Linked DNA regions of Zea mays: region 2 is linked to region 1. The links are chromatin contacts, called in public Hi-C maps. All regions are on one chromosome and are shown on one strand. Each heading gives the region's core, a stretch centred on a gene start, on an enhancer-like site or on the middle of the called end of the contact. The rest is flanking DNA. Distances are from core to core; before and after follow the strand shown. Region 1 holds the start of LOC100282789 (IWS1 C-terminus family protein). Region 2 holds the start of LOC103634827 (metallothionein-like protein 2A).

The links. Hi-C and Micro-C count contacts between places; a contact is called where the count stands out from the background.
Region 2: a contact with region 1 is called in a Hi-C map of leaf, with 10 times the contacts expected there. The contact joins the promoter of LOC103634827 here to the promoter of LOC100282789 in region 1. A contact is called at or near these places in 4 of 25 Hi-C or Micro-C datasets (bundle sheath, ear, leaf and 1 more).

The regions. Positions count from the first base shown.
Region 1 is chr8:14,714,300-14,718,207 of Zm-B73-REFERENCE-NAM-5.0, forward strand. It overlaps LOC100282789 (IWS1 C-terminus family protein), which reads left to right and starts at 1,669. Exons shown (of 11, transcript NM_001155695.1): 1 at 1,669-1,785; 2 at 1,882-2,392. The coding sequence starts at 1,775.
Region 2 is chr8:14,982,563-14,986,542 of Zm-B73-REFERENCE-NAM-5.0, forward strand. It overlaps LOC103634827 (metallothionein-like protein 2A), which reads right to left and starts at 2,449. Exons shown (of 3, transcript NM_001353170.1): 1 at 2,323-2,449; 2 at 1,949-2,032; 3 at 1,339-1,769. The coding sequence starts at 2,387. The coding sequence ends at 1,670.

The sequences.
Region 1 (3,908 bases), core at 419-2,918:
TTGGCGAGGCAAGCTGGCAGTGAGGCCGGTGGAGCTGTGGGTCCTGCGTCGTCGAGTCCGGCTGCGGTGGTGGACCAGTATGCAACGCGCGGCGACGAGGGTTCTCAGGCTTAAGGCTTTCCCGTTGATGTCTATGGGGTTACGAAGTGTATGCGGACGCGATTGCCAGCACGATCTATAAAGCTTTAGGCTGAGCCAAGTCGTCGGGTTTGGCAGCGAAGTCCGCGGCGAGGATCTCGATCCGGCCGTTGCAATTCGGTTGAGGTGAACGACGACTGGGTGGGATTGGGGATGACACAGCGGGTCCCACGCGGTAGTGAAATGAGCGAGGTGCGTGAGGAAATAGCGAACGACGGCTGACTGGGTGGACCACGATCCCAGTGAGGCGACCCAGTCGTAATGTGGGCGCGAGCAGACCGCTGTCAAGCGGGCCCCACGGTCAGGCGCACGCTACTTCCTGGTTGGGCCGCGCGGCTGGCTTCATCTGGTGGGCCAAAAGATGAGGTATGGGCCCAGGTAAGCTTTCTTTTTTTTTCTTTTGATTTTATTTTCTGTTTTCATTTGTTCTTAATTATTTTAAATCCAGATTTAGAATTCAAACTGAAGTGCAAATTTAAATTCATACTAACTATGCAATTTGGTCATATCATCATGTGATGAAGTTATTTAATAATATTATTTTGTATTGTATCATCTTTCTTTCTTCCCTCCTTTCCTACCTTCATTTTCTTGGTTTTCAAAATTCATTCCTCACATTCATTGCTCAAGCATAAGTTGAGATGTTAGAATTTACTATTTCATTTCTTCATATATTTATTTTATTATTTTTTTTTCTTATACAGATTTTGGGTCTTACAAAAATGAACTGTGAAGAAACTCGGGGTTCAATAATGACAAAGATCAGATTTAAACAGCACACCAGAAATGTGAATATGACCACTGGGAAAACATCACATGTTATCTGGCATCTCACATGCAAGAAGCAAAGCTATTTACTTTTGCTTAGTAAACTGCATTGCTTTGGAGTCACTTGTGTTGGAGTATCTTTGGAAAGTTGTTGTCCTTACTCAGAGGAGTATCCATTCCACTTAATTCTTATGAGAAATATAATGCAAGATCCAAGGGAGAGTTGACAAGTACTAACGATCTGGGACTTTGGGCCATGGTTATAAATGAGCAGTGCAAAAGAACCGGCACTTATCTATATTAGTAGAGATAGATATATTTACTTTTACCATCAATTGTGTTGTGATAGCTATTTTCTGCCAATATGTATGATAGGATGTGTTATGCGTGAGTTGATATATGTTAGCTGAATTGGCAAAACACTTGATATATGTTAAAATATGTTGACCCTAATGATCCTACCAAGATCTTCCTTTGGTATAATATATGTTTCATATAATTTTTTTTATTCCCGTCGCAACGCACGGGCACTCACCTAATGGAGTTATAAGACTAGTGATTAGTCGCTAAAATTTTGTCACCAAGCGGCTCGCACGGACATAGCCAGTCAACCAGGGCATTTTATCAGCACCCGATCAGGTTCGAGGAGAATTCTTGCGTGTCCGACGGGCCGAAAAGCCCAAAAATTACAGCCCATCTATATTTTACGCCTTTGCGTCGCCCCCAATCCTTTTCCTCCCCGTCGCGGCGTCGCCGGCTCCCACGGTCCACCGACGACTCTTCTTCCTCACCTCCTCCCGCTCCAGCTCCAGCTCGTCTCTCTCCTCGCCTCGCGTAGGGTTTCGCTTCCCGTCTCGCCGCCGTCAGCATGGGGGACAAGTAAGTATCTCTCCGCTCCGTGCCCCCTATTTCTCTCTGCCTCTCCTAGGGTTTCGACGCCTCACTTTGATTCCCTTCCTCGATCTACACTCCCAGCTACGATGACGAAGGCGAGCCGATCGTGAACCTCGACGAACGGGAACCCTCCCCTGAGCATCAGCCGTACGAAGACCTCGATGACGACCTCGACGGCGGCGGCGATTGGACCCGCGACCGCTCTCCGACCCCCGTCCACGGCGACGACGGCGGGGCAGGGTCCTCCTCCAAGCCCCGAAAGCGCCTTCTCAAGAAGGGCGGCGGTGGAGGCATGCCCGGCGATGACGGGCTGGATGACTTTGGGTTGGAGGACGAGGACGCGGACCCTTCGGCTGAGGCGAGGAAGAGGAAGGGCTCGTCGTCGCTGAGGGACCTCGCGAGGGGCGGGGCGGGCAGGGAGAAGAAGGCTAAGAAAATGCGGATGGAGGACGACGGGAGGGGGAGGGACACTGGGATGGTGAGGGATAGGCGGGGATCAGGAGGAAGGGACTCAGGCGGTAGGGATGACCAGGATGATGGGGAGAGGGAGATCCAGGAGCTCTGGGATACCATTGCTGGTGGTGAGTCAGAGGTAATTTTGACTGTGTGCAACTGTGCAATATGTTTGATTCAGCTCCTTTTCAATTCTAGCTAGTTGATTAATGCTTGGATGCCCCTTTTTACTGTACTACATATGTGCATTAGCTAGTTATACTTATACCTACTTTGAGCTTAATATTAAAGGTTTCTGGAAATTCAACCTCTATCAACTGCTTTTACTGATCACTTTATCTGTTGAAGGAGATTGCAATTATGCTTTGCCATGAAATATACTAGTTATCTTTTTTATCTGCCTAATGTTTTTGGAATTGTCGCTTAATTCTGGTAAGCTGTCGTGATTTGTTGAGCTTTTCTTGATGGTGAGTGACTGAGTCAACTTTCGGAGCTAGTTTGTTTATCAGTTTGTGTATTGGTGTGGTTAGTTCATCTGGTTGTAATTGGCATCCTTTAGTAATTAGTATTCAGATTACTTTTATGGGTGTTAGTAAGGTACGATGTTTGTAGCCAAGCCTCTTGAACCAGGATGTGTAGCATCTCCGGAGTTGTAGCGTTTTTAAAGGGTACTATGTAGGCTATTGACATGTCAAGTAGGACTGTTATATGCCTCTGGATTAGCTGCAAGGTAGGATTTGCCTTTATGTGGCAACTTGGGCAGCATTGTGACATCTTGTTTCTTAAGGAGATTGTATAACTGAAATGCTGTTCTGTTCACTTCTTTGTATGGAATACTTTCCTTGCGTTTAGTTCCTTCATTTCTTTTTTCTTCAAGGAGAATTGCTTACTAAGGATCAGGATGGTTGTGTAAATATGTTAGGTGCATATCAAGCCAGGGTATTGATCTTGCTATCATGCTTTTTAAGACATCACCTTGGTGTCCGGTCGAGTAGGCTGGGCGTTGGCTTGCCACGGCCAATCAGGCTATGGCGTCCACCTTGCAGCATAAATTGTCACCTAGGCACGATTTGGTGCAGTTTAAGGCCTGAGCAGCCTGAGGCAGATGCCGCACAAGTGTGGGCATGGGGGAGGAGTGTGCATGGAAAAATTGCATGCGGGAGCAGGTGCGGGAGATTTGCGCGTGAAGGAGAACGACAGGAGTCACGTGCTGGCGATTGTGTACCTACAGGTCCCATGAGGCCATAATCCGTCTCTCTCACGCGCCAATTGATAGGGAAGGGGAAACAGAAGAGGGCACACACCTGGTTCATGGGGGTGGGCGCTGCTAGAGTCTTGCTGCTCCACCTCTTCTGCTCCATTGATAACACTTCTCTCCTTTGATTTGAGTCTCCCTTCATCTTCTCCATTAATTTGTGCCTTCTCTGGTCCTCGTATGCTGATTGATTCATGGCTCTTTTCCCCTTCTCTGTTGGTTACTGTCTGCAGCCTGGCGTCATGAGGTCACGGAGGTACGTAAGCATCTCTTCCTCTCCCTTCGGCTTCCCTCCTCTTGGATGTGCACTGCCTCTGCTCTTTACTTGGATATGCTCTGCAGTTTTCCTATCCTCTGCTTTCTTTCTCTTCCTCTTATTTTCCTGCTTCTCTGCACTTAT
Region 2 (3,980 bases), core at 1,199-3,698, 270 kb after region 1:
AGAGCTCTCGGCACAGGGACTGGCGGTGGGGCCCACTGGACCTGTCTTTGCCGAGGGCCGTGAGAGCAGACACTCGGCAAAATTGGCCTCTTTGCCGAGTGCCAAAGAAGACACTCGGCAAAGGATCCGTCACCGTCACTTGGCGCCGTGATGGTGACTTTTCTTTGCCGAGTGCCCGACAAAAAGTACTCGGCAAAGAGGTTGTTGCCGATGTACAGTTCGCCGAGCGTTCTTTGCCGATTGTTACACTCGGCAAAGCCTTTGCTAAATGTAAAATAGCCTTTGCCGAGTGTCTGAGACACTCGGCAAAGGAGCTGTGTCCGGTAGTGACTAGGGGCATTTGGTTACAGACTTACAGGTACTAAAGCGTATACCGAATACATGTCTTAAATATAGTTTAATTATAAAATTAATTATTATATAGGTGAGTATTAAACGACAAGATAATTTTGTTAGGTCAAATTAATCCATGATTAGCAAACGACAAGATAATTTTGTTAGGTCAAATTAATCCATAATTAGCAAATGTTTATTGTAGCATTATATAGACGAATCATGAACTATATAGACTTAATAGTTTCGTCTTACCGTTTAGTTTGTATCTGGACTAGTGCTGGGAATTAGGCCGGGCCGGGCCGGGCCAGCCCAGCCCAAGCCCATCGTGCCAAACAGGTTCGGGCCAGTAAAGCCCAAATAATTTTTGGACTGTGTCGTGCCAGCCCGAAGTATAAAAACAGTGGCCCAGCCCGGCCCTAAACCACGTCGTGCCTTCTTTGGGCCGTGCCGGCCCAAGCCCGGCCCGTGTATTTGACCACATAAACTCAAAATATTATAATCATATAAAGTTCATAACTTACTAAATTAAAGATATTAAACAATTGTAGCATCATTTGATCACATAAACTCTAAATATAACAACAATATAAAGTCGATATCTTACTAAATTAAAGAAATTAAATAGATTGGGCTTAATTGGACCGTGCCGGCCCAAGCCCGGCCCATCTATGCGGGCCGTGCTGGGGGCCTGACGGGCCGGAAATTGAGGCCCGTCCCAAGCCCGCCTTCAGGCCGTGCTAGCCCGGTCCAAATTATTTCATGCCGAGCCGTGCTTTGGGCTCTTATTTTCGGGTCGTGCTCGTGCTGGCCCAAAAAGTTCGGCCTATACTCCCAGCACTAATCTGGACAGAGGTAGCGGTGGGGCTGGCGCATAGAGCCTCACTAAAAGCTCTCCTAAGATTTTTAGTATACATGTATAATGTACTTAAAAATAGCCTTCAAACATCTGACGCGATTAAAAATTAGGAGAGGAACCAAACACCCCCCTTATACTCCCGGGAACAGACATCAGGAAAGGGTACACGCATCACACAAAAGGTGGGGTATGGATAAGATTATAGATGGATGGTGACACAACACAGCAGGGCACATGGCTAGCCTGCTAGCGTGCGGCACCCACACAACACAACACACTGCTCGCCAGAAGCGCCCCAGGAGGCCAGGGGAGGACACGACGCCGCCATCAGCCATCATCATCATCTCAGACTCAGAGCATGCCATGGCACGCAACTGACTGACTGACTCGAAACACACACAGCGACGCCGCTATACTTTATTAAGCTTTATAATTAGCTAGCTTCCTCCGGCCGGCCTGCAGGGTGGAGCACCTAGCTCACTTGCCGCAGTTGCAGGGGTCGCACTGGCAGTTGCCGCCGCACTTGCACCCGCCGTTCTCAGCTCCGGCGGCCGCCTCGAACCCGCCCTCGGCGTGCCTGCATCCATACCATCACCACCATAAAGAGAACATAAAGAGATATTTGGCGCGTTCTGTTCTCTACCATACTGGCACCGCCTATCCATCCATATGCCGACAGTAGTACACAGCTCATAATAACTCAACACCACATGTTATTTGGCGCCGATCGAGAGAGAGGGGTGAGGGAGCACATACCCCTTGGATGGTGCGACACCCATGATGAGAGCCTGGGTGGTGGTGGTCACCTGCTCAGCCATGTCCGGGTACATCTTGCTGCACCTGCATACATGTAGAGACAGACAGACATACAGATCGATAACGATGAGCATGACGAGAAAAAAAGGCAGCAAAGGTTCGGTTCCGATCCGTGGATGGATGGATGGACGTGAATCGAAGCGCATGCAGCAAGACGAAAAGCAGAGCCAGCCAGCCATGGAGGAAGGCGTGCAGATCAGGGCCGGAAACCACATATATATATATATATATATATATATATATATATACACATGTTCATCCGCCGTCAGATCTGACTCCGGCCGAGAGCGCAACGCGGACTGGACGGGGCTTACCCTCCGCAGCCGTTGCCGCACTTGCAGCCGGAGCCGCACCCACAGTTGCCTCCGCAGCACGACATCCTCTCTCTCTCGACCTCGCAAACAAGAACACGGATGAACTGAACGAACGAAGCTCACAGTCGCAGTGGACAGACGACCTGCGGCCTTGCTCCCGTTTTATAAGGCCGGGCGGGGGAGCAGGCCAGCCATCTGGCCGCCCACGCGGCGCGGGGTCTGGATGCTCCCGTGACGTGCGAAGTTACGCTCCTGCCCCCCACCCCTGCACGGCTCTGGCCGTAGCCGTCCATGCGCCATGAGACGCGGACAAATGCGGTTCGGAGAGCGAGCGTCACGCGCGCCGCGTATCCTATGCGGACTGCGGGCGGTGCGATCCGGATTTTCGCTGCGGGGGCAGGGCAGTAAATTGAATCAGTCCGCCACCTACTACAAGCCTACAACTATCAACCATTTTTTTTGTTTGTATTGTTCGCTTTAAAACGTTTGTGTGACGAATTTTTGGTTCCGTTACTACTAAATTTTAGTGTAAGATTAAACTTTAGTCCCTATTCTGTTTGTCTAAAAACTAAAGACCATTAAAACAGATGACCAAAGACCAAAAATAATGCTTCCAGCAAGTAATTAATCAGAGACACATACAATAATGAGAGGTAAATATAGTCCAGAATATGCTTTAGTCCCTTTTAATCATCCCCTCAAAGGACTATAGACTAATTTGACAATTTAGTCCTTCACTTATAACTTGTATTGACAATTTAGCTCCTAAAAGGAACTAAAAGAGAGAGACTAAAGTTTAGTTCTGTAGAACCAAATAGTGTGCCATCAAAATAGTGTCTCTAAATTTAAAATACTATATTGTTTACAATGTTTAGCATACTTCAAACAAATTAAGCTCTAACAGTCAAACCCTAAATCATGTATTTGAGGAAATAAATTGTATTATTTAAAAAGAAAAGATCGTCTAAATTATGTGTTTTAGGAAATAAATTATATTATTCAAAAAGAAAAGATCGAGATGATGTAGAAAACAAGGATAGAGCAGCAATCCGAGATTTAGTATATTTAGGTTACTTTATGGTCTGCTCTATTTTTTGATATTTTTTTTTTGTAAAATATAACATTGTTGGAGTTGTTTCTTTATGAATTGAACTCGATAGGACACTGGTTTAAGACATTGTTGAAGATAATCGATGCAAATAAAACTTGCAGGGATTCCTCATGTTTCGATTCATTGAATTGAATGAGATTCTATGACATAGTTAGAAACTCACTAAGTGCATATACAACCAGAAGCTTTAAATAGAGCCCTAAAAACTAAAATAGGACCATATTTGTTTAGAGCTTGAAATAAATTTACACTTCAATAGTTGGACCTTAAATAATACTATTTTGAAACTAAATCATATTATTCGAGAAAAATAGTTGGAGATTAAAAGAAAACGATGATATGACTCTAATATACGGGGAATTATATTTATGACCCGAGAGACCGAGCTCTATAATCATTTAATAACACTTTATGAAATAGAGCTATTGTCGAAGGGTGATTTTTGGTCCTGAGCCCTATATTTTAAATCACAACCATATTTAGAGCCCCTCTTAAAGATGATCTAAGAAACACAAGGGAATGAATGGAAATTTTATTTCATCCCGCT